Regions from separate parts of the Columba livia genome. Here region 1 is linked to region 2. The links are chromatin contacts, called in public Hi-C maps. All regions are on one chromosome and are shown on one strand. The core of a region is the stretch at or near the end of the contact, and the rest is flanking DNA. Distances in the headings are between cores, read along the strand shown. Region 1 overlaps LOC110361041 (a long non-coding RNA gene). Region 2 overlaps HTRA1 (HtrA serine peptidase 1).

The links. A called contact is a pair of places that touch in the nucleus more often than the background predicts.
Region 1: a Hi-C map of crop shows a contact between it and region 2, with 1.7 times the contacts expected there. The contact joins two enhancer-like sites. A contact is called at or near these places in 2 of 2 Hi-C or Micro-C datasets (crop and liver).

Annotation. Positions count from the first base shown.
Region 1 is chr6:5,138,633-5,142,997 of bColLiv1.pat.W.v2, reverse strand. LOC110361041 (a long non-coding RNA gene) reads left to right here. Exons shown (of 3, transcript XR_010473663.1): 3 at 1,414-1,544. Among named protein-coding and RNA genes, the nearest start is that of PLEKHA1, 22 kb to the right of the region's middle. Within about 2 kb of position 2,162, at least 1 of the 3 cell types and tissues checked has an H3K27ac peak away from gene starts, as active enhancers do.
Region 2 is chr6:5,049,274-5,053,597 of bColLiv1.pat.W.v2, reverse strand. All of the region lies in intron 3 of HTRA1 (HtrA serine peptidase 1), which reads left to right. Among named protein-coding and RNA genes, the nearest start is that of HTRA1, 22 kb to the left of the region's middle. Within about 2 kb of position 1,922, at least 1 of the 3 cell types and tissues checked has an H3K27ac peak away from gene starts, as active enhancers do.

The sequences.
Region 1 (4,365 bases), core at 913-3,412, 89 kb before region 2:
AGTGAACATTATCTGTTTTATTCTCCCAGAATATCTTCTGGGTTTGAAGATGGGTTTTTGCAGTGCGGCTGGCATTTCTGATTTCACTAGTATTCTTGCAACCATGTAGTGATAAGATTTCAAGGCATTGAGCTTGTCTTTTTATGGTCCATGCAAATAAAAACTATCAGCAACCTCTTATCCCATAAAACCCACCCAATATATGCACAGTGTTGCCAGCTTGCAATTTTTATAAGTCCCATGGGTTTTAGTTGTGAGGAAGAGTGAATTGAAAAGCCCCACACCCTGAATGCAGCTAAATCAGCATGTATCACCCTAAAATATCTCAAACCGCGCAAAACTATAGTGAAACAAGAAGAGTTCCCAAGCTGTAATTTACAAACAACGTTTTAAGCCAGCCCAGTGTTTTTGGAGCATGATTAATTATTCTGAATGGCAGCATGTACAACCAGCATGCAAACAGCATCTAACATCTTCCCATTGCTGCTTGGCTATGACTACTTTAAATAATTACTTCAGAAGGACCTGATGTCCAATTGTTTGTATGTGGTGCTGTTGACCATCACTGGACACACCAGGGATGATCTCTTAATTACTGTCCTGAGTGTTCTCTCCCTTTCCTCATCAGGTCTAGAGATGAGGAGATCTCTGCTCCCCATTCAAAGGGTTCTTTAAATTAAAAGCAAGCTCATTTTTAGTCTTTTTCATCTTGAATGAGTGATTTCGGGAAGATGTAGCAGATCTTACAAGCCATGACACTACTCAAAACCCAACGTAGGACGGCAGCGACCGAAGCTCTTGCAAGGTCCTGCACAGGAAATGAGATCTCAATGGCATTTCTGTCTCATTTCTGAAGGAGCCTGACCCTGTTCCTCTTCCTTTTCAGAACACGAACACTGTGTAGAATGGTATATACGTTGCTACTGTGAGCTGAGGCTTTGTTCATTGTTAATGCAGTGAAAAATACAGACTTTTCACACAGTTTTCTTTGTAAAGCCAACAGTTAGCTACAAGAAAATGCTCTGTAGGTGCAGGATGCACATTACAAATAATTCTACGAGACTGGCAACATCAGGTCCACAAAAACACTGAAATTACATGATTAAAACTTCCTATGCCGTCTTAATCCAGGGCCCTTTTGCATAAGCATTATAATAAAAACTTATAATAAAAAACTGAGGAACCAATTTTTGTCATCACGTCCCCGTTGCAAAGTGGAAAAGTGTCCAGAAATGAGGTGTCTGCATGTTCTGTCATCTTCTTGTTCCCTACTCCATCTTGCAATATGCTGTTTAAACACTTTTCGGAAATCATGACAATGTCACCATCAGGTTTATGAGGGTTCTCATCTCAGTCTTGCCCAGTGAACATCACAGATGTTTATTAATAATGTATTTTCATACCAATTTGCAGTGTGAAGATTCACCTCCTCTGAATTACCCCCTGAGGGAAGAAGGACAGAGGTGAATGAACATCAGAAGTGTCCAACCTCTCTGCTCAGCTGCTGCCTTGGACTTGGGGCTCTTTCAGAGGACTTTGAGGTATGTAGCATTTTGTCTCTTTGATATACAATGTTATTGGACCCTGGTTGCAACAGGTTATTGACAACTCTGAGTCAGAAGTCTTCAGAAAATAAACCATAAATACTTGGTGACTATGTGGGGAATCGATTAAGGCACCAGGTGTTACAGACAACCCAGCCTCTTTTCCTAAAAAAGCCTGATTTATGCCTGGAACAGGTTCATCCTCTGCAGGGAAACAGGCGGGTGTCACGTATGAAGATGGAAAAGTACTGCTCTTCATGGGGCTGATTTACGTGAGACTGCTCTAAGGCTTAAAAATTGCCCTTTTGGGGTATTCTTAACTCATTTTCATACTTTACTGTGTACATTTGTGTATAACTTCCCCTATGTCTGGTTGTGATGTTGTCCAGAGGGAGATGTATCAGTTCCTGCTGCCAGAGGCACGAGAGTGCACGTTCTGGGTTGAAAAGAGTAAACATGGGAAAGACTCATCAAAAGCACAGCTGTCACATAGAATTCCGTGCTGAGGAGACAGAACAGGTTTGTGTTTGGATGTGAGACCTGGAGTGAAATTTAGCAGCGTGGTTTGGCGGTGCTGGTTCAGAACAGAAGAGAAAGAGGATCTGGGGCTTTTCCAGTGAGACTTTTGCCGTTGCAATATTTTAAAAGGTCATAGTGAAAAATCCATTTGCTGGATACTCGTCTGGGTTTCCACCACGACTTACTGGACGGGCTAGCCCACATAATGCAATGAATTTGTGCCTCAGAATTCACGTCTGCTCAGCAGGCTGAATGTCACAGCCTTTCAGTGCATTCCTTGTTTTCCTGAGGCTGAGATTTTCCAGCACGGCTGCATCTTCCAGGTGTGGCCCTTAAATTGTGTCCGACCTGAGGTGGGATTCAGCAAAACCCAGCCAAGCCAGAGACACTGTGCACCTCAAAGAGAAAAGGTGTCGTGAAGCATTAGTGCTTATTTACCCTGGAAAGAAGCAATTCGAACAACATGTTTTCTTCCAGACTTAAGATGAATTTGTTGTTTAACTCCTTTGTGTCCAAAGGCTGAATTCCCAGACAATCACGCAGCTGAGACAAATCACCATTTCCTCTTCAGAAAATGGAAGTGGTACACAATTGTTCTTTTTTTTCTTTTATTTCTTTCTTTTTTTGTGTGTTTCTTTGTGGGAGAAACAACTGCTGAGTTCCTTTACCACTCTCTGAGCTGAGCTACAATAGGGCCCAGCCAATCGTGACCTTTAACAACGTGGGGGAGGAGATACAATGGAGTTACAGCTCATTTCTGATTTGTAATTATCCCTTTGCAAAATAGTACCTGTGTTTCCAGCACCCACGAATGCACAGTTGATCTTTCATTAATGATTAATCTTTTGTTTCCTCCCAAAGCTGCGACAGTGGCAGCGTCCAGCCGACCCATATTTATTTATATTTTATTTGCAGTCTGAACATTTAGATCAATTTAAAGTGCAGCAGCAAAAGGCAGTATATGGAAAAATTTCATTGAAAACATATGGGAAATTGCATCAGAAACAGAGGCATTTTTCTCTTGCCTTCTGCGGTTGTTGATTTACTCCACACACAACTATCTGGGGGAATAGCAGGGAATGTACATTTAGTTTTTCGCTGAGCACCATCTAAGCCCTGTGGATTGATAACTTCAGCGTTACCGTGATCTCTACTGTGTTTTGCCACCTGAGAGACTTATTTATCTTGAATTGCATGTTTTCTATTAATAATTACTCAACAAAAATTTAGCTCTGTATTATTCATAGCTTTTCTTGAAGTCTTTGACAACACCTGCACTTAACTCCAAAAACAAGTCCTGAGTGAGTTTTCACAGATCTCCACCAGATCTGGGTGTCACCAGATGAAAAGTACAACTTTTACAATGAAACAATTTTTGACTTTTTTCCTCCTCTAGCTAATTGCTTTAATTATTTACTGCTTGGTGTCCTGCTAGCATTCAGCTGCTTCTTCTTGTCTTGCCTGTAATTGTGTTGATTTGTTAATGTCAGAGACAGAGAGAGAAGCTGCTGCTGTAAGAATGGAAAGAGTCTTAAATCAACCTCAGTCTTAAATCTCACCCAGTCTCATCCATCTATCAGAGCTTACATGGGTTTGTAAATCAGGCCCTACATTCTCACACCAACAACAAAATAATCAAAGTGAACCAACTACAGACTTAGGAAAGCGTGTTGATGAATACAAAAGGCAAAATCGCTGGCATTACATGTCGTACAGGGGGATGTGGTGCAGGAACATAGACTGAAATTACTTTTTCTAGCCAGTCTGTCAATGCATTTGTCATTCCCTTTCAATAATTTTGCTTGCATGGAATGGAAGACTCCACCTCACAGGGTTTGTTGTAACATCAACTTCAAGAAATACATTAATAAAGACGTTATTTTTTAATTCAAATCGGTGTGATTTTTTAAAAAATCACTAGCTTTAAAATAGTTTATTTTCTTCCCTTCCTCTTCTTCCTCCAACACCACCGGACTGAGGTGAGCAGCAGATACCACTTAGTCATCATTTCGGTGATAGATTGGGAACCTGATATCTCCTTACCCTGGAAAGACTCGCACCACAAAAACAGTGCAATTCTCAGTTAGGTACGAGAAGAAACACTTTGCTGTGGTCTCCAGCTTCCCCAAATCCTGACATCCAGCAGAACTACTTGCTCTCAATTTTAGAGAGTTTCAAAGTGTACTTGTTACTCTTTCGTGCTACTTCCAGACTATATACACCTTGAGCTGAAGGCAGTAAAAATAATTCCTGGCCTTATAATTAAATGTTTAAGAAAGGCAGAGACAGAGGGAATGAATAA
Region 2 (4,324 bases), core at 673-3,172:
GTGTCCTAAACCAAAATAGGGGAAGGCGGAGGTGGCTTTTGCCTGGAGACAAAGGGTCACCCCTGGAAATCAGCATCTACCCTGCAGAAATTATCTCTGAGCAGGTCCCTGTGGTTTGGCAGCGAGTACAGAAGGGGTGAGAACAGTGAATGGCTTCATACTGAGGAATATATACATATATATATATATATATATATATGCTTAAAAATCAGCCATGAAACACGTCACTGACTCTGAAATAGCGCCTGTGTCATGGAAAACATGCCAGGGTTCCTCGATGTGACCAGTTACTGGCTTCTGTATCCCAGGCAGGATTTGGCATCTCAGTGATACAGCTGTAGTGGGTTTATGACCAGTCTCTAATTTGTGGTGGTATTTCAGCCCTTTTGCTTACGATTTTTCCTGCATCTTCCTAATAACCACTTAGTTTGACACTTGTAAATCAACAAGATCTTCTGCCGTCATCCTTTGGTGGTTTCGTGAGGCAATGCAGTGTCTGTATCTTTGCGGTTGGAGGGGATTTGCTTTTTTCCCCTTGTGTGTACAAACTGGAGGAAGCGGGAAAGCAAACTTTCCTGTTTATGTATCAATATTTTAATAGCCTGCATTTTGAAAAAAAAAACAACAAACTCCTTGAATGCCAGATATGACTTTTCTAAAATGCTCTTTTACTTTGAAATATGTCGCTGGATATTATTGCTTCCCCTCGAGAGCCTGAGGAAACCCACATATTGCTTCCAGAAGTCTTCAAGACCTGTAGAAATGAAATAGCTTGTAAGAATCTCAGCTGTTCACTCCTGTTTACTCATGGGTTTAGGCAGCAGTGTTTTCCTGCCATCTTTGGCTCCTCATAGCTCTTGCTCTGGGGATGATGTGCTGGTCCAGCTCCCCAGGAAGCAAAATGTCCACACACCTCCATGGTGGGTCTGCCAGCACCACAGTATTTGATTTTAAAGGAGAACAGTGATGTCTTGCCAGATAATTCAAATCCTGGTGACACAGCAAAACAACGCTTCATGCTGTTTTATTTTGTTCTGCAAGCTTCCCATGCTCCATATTTAGATAATGAGACTCAGTGTTGTTTTTCTAACTATAGATGAAATACTTTTGGAGGCTTGTAATGCATTTAACTTGGGTTTTCCATTTTCTTTGGCATATTGTCAAGCAGTTTCTAGATTGTCGATGATACACTGCATTTTTATATGCTAACGGCCTGAGTTTTTGTTCTGCCATAACATATTCTGAGAGTTAAATAGTTCCATTAATGAGAACAGAAATGTGATTCCCAGGGAAGTTACACATTTTGCCAAAGTTACTTACAGCTGAATTAGCGTACCATACAAACATGTGTTTCTTTTCCACCTAAAAATAAAAAGCATGAAGGAAATTTGTCACCATGTAACACAAACTGAACTCCCAACATTTGTCTCCTCTTCGTTGGTTTATTGAACTCCTTCCTGCAGATTGATGGTCTTCCTTCCACAAATGAATGGGATTACAGAGCAGAGAAGGGATTTACTTGCTTTCTGTGCCGACATACAGGCAGATTCACTTATTTAATGGATAAAAAAGGTCCAGCTGAAACACCTACTGGTTATGACCATTAGTCTATTGGTTTTTATTCCTCTGGTGGTGGTGATGTGCTGCCTCCTCTTTTAGCTCCAGAGCTGATTTGTCAAAGCTCTGCTTATTTTACCTGACTGGAGCTATGTTGCTAATGTACCTCAGGTGAACATCTGGCTCCTGGCTGATGGTGCTGTTCTAGACTTGTCCTAATGTCTCGTGCCACGATCGCTGTGTCTTATCTTTGGGTGAAGCCATTCCTTGTGGTGGTGTGCGGCTCTCCATTTTGTGGGAGTTATGTTTATCTAAGGTTTGAGTCAAATCCATGTATAGAAATGTCTGAAGCCCTTTGGGATGAGAAAGGCTTAAAATATTAACACTAATTAATGGCTCCCTCTCTGGCTGGGTGTAAACAGTGAGTCATGTGCCACTTATGGTTTTGCATGTTTAGTCCTATTTCTGTGTACTTGCAGAATGCCCGCTTGCAGATTTGTTTTATTGAGTAAACACAGATCCCAGCAGGGCCCCGAGGCTTCATCAAATGCAAAAAGGAGGGAGGAGGGAAAGAAAAGATGTGTTAATGTGTTGCCCAAGGTCATGCAGTGAGTCACTGGGAACACTGGGTTTAGGTGCTGGGTGTTTCTGGCTCCCTGTCCATTGTGCTGCAAGGCATCCTCGTTTGTCTGGGATTTTAATTAACTGCCATGGCAAATCTATAGTTAAACAGACAGAATCACGAGTTATAACAGTAGTTACGTCAGCCTGATGACCATCAGTTGTTATGTAAAAATTGAAGAGTGCTCGTTTATTAATTATAGTTATTAAGGGCCCTAGCCCCATGCATTTTAAACTTGGTTTATAAGAACTGGCTTAACATCCTAGGCAAGAGCTTGCCAGCAGATGCGTGTGAGGGCACAGGCAGGGTATTCTGATAAGATTCTGGTTATAGTCACTGCTGGAAGTGTTTGCCCTGCATTTCCAATGCTCTTCTCATGCACTGTAGAAGGATGTAGTTCCCCATCAATCACTTGATACCCTGGGATGTTGACTGTTTTTCTACTGACTTCGCTTCAAACCCACCTCTACAATTTAAATAAATACTTGAGGGGGTTTGCTAATGGGAAGTTTAGTTCTGAATGTGGCAATGCTATTTTTAAGCCTTTTTTTCAGAGAGAAACCCCAAGTTTAAAGCCACTGCAGCACATATATCCATCATACTCTTCATGGCATTGTAGAGGTACTAACGAGAGTATTTACACGCAGTGCTGTTGGTGCTCCGTGCACCACACTGCGAAATAACAAGGAATGGCATTTTGAGTATCACAGAATCACAGAATGTCAGGGATTGGAAGGGACCTGGAAAGCTCATCCAGTGCAATCCCCTCTATGGAGCCTGAACACCCAGATGAGGTTACACAGGAAGGTGTCCAGGCGCGTTGGAATGTCTGCAGAGAAGGAGACTCCACAACACCCCTGGGCAGCCTGGGCCAGGCTCTGCCACCCTCACTGAGAAGAAGTTTCTTCTCATGTTTAAGTGGAACCTCTTGTGTTCCAGTTTGAACCCATTACCCCTTGTCCTATCATTGGTTGTCACCGAGAAGAGCCTGGCTCCATCCTCCTGACACTCACCCTTTATATATTTGTAACATTAATGAGGTTGCCCCTCAGTCTCCCCTTCTCCAAGCTAAAGAGACTCTCCCTCAGCCTTTCCTCATAAGGCAGAGTACACAAACCCCATGGAATTTCATTTGCCATGTCGACTCCCAGACCTTGGAGGCCTTTTTCAACTGCGTTCAGCATCCTCCTAGTTCTTGACGGGTGGTACATACCTGTGTCCTCCCATCCCCTCCCCATGGTGTAGGGCTATGGAACAGGTAAAAATTTATTATCTTGGTTAACAGAATATGACAAATCAAATGCATTAGTTACATTTGTATTTATCTTGAGGTAGTGTATTTTTACATAAGGCTACAGCTCTCCTAGAAACGCACTGCACAGAGGACGCATTTTGCAAAGCTGTGTTTCATAATATGTGCAGAGCAAAGCGATTTTTTGCAATTGATTTTTGTTCCCAGCAAAGGAGAGGTTAGCCAGACTCCAAAAGGCGTGTTGGATCACACGGGTGACCCACAGCCAATCCATACAGCGTTGCACTTTGAACCGAAGCCTGGCCAGTATAGGCATGGGCTTGAAAACTCAGCACAATCAAAAGTAATTGTATTAGTCAGAGATTGTTCATGTTTTTTCTTTCTGCTGCCAAATGCGATTTTGGCTCCGTGACTGTTTTTAGAACTCTGGAACGCTGTATGAATCTTCAGCTTTGTACTTGACCAGTCTTTTTTTTTTTCTATTAATGAAAAATATTATTTCTGTTTTCTTTTGCTTGTCTATGTTTCGTTTGCTGCTAAATGCCCTCTTTATAAAGCATTAATTTTCAGTGCACTGAGATACAAACAAAAGCCACTTTTTGTGTTGGTTGGGCTTTTTTTGCTTCTTTTTTTTGAATAAGCAGTGCCAAAAAGAGATGCTCTTCTTGACCAACGACATCTTGAAAACACGTGCTACGTCAGCTCCATAGCATCTGGTGAGAGAAGGAAGGGCCAGGGTGCTCCCTCTCTCCAAACAATACCCAGATGGGGCTGTTTGTGTTGCGTACGCCGCGTGTTTCTCAGCTCAGCTCATCGGAGCTGCCCGGTCCCCGCGGAACCAGAGAGGTCCCTGGGAGCCAGAGCTGTGCTCCGAGGTTCCAAACTGCTCGGGA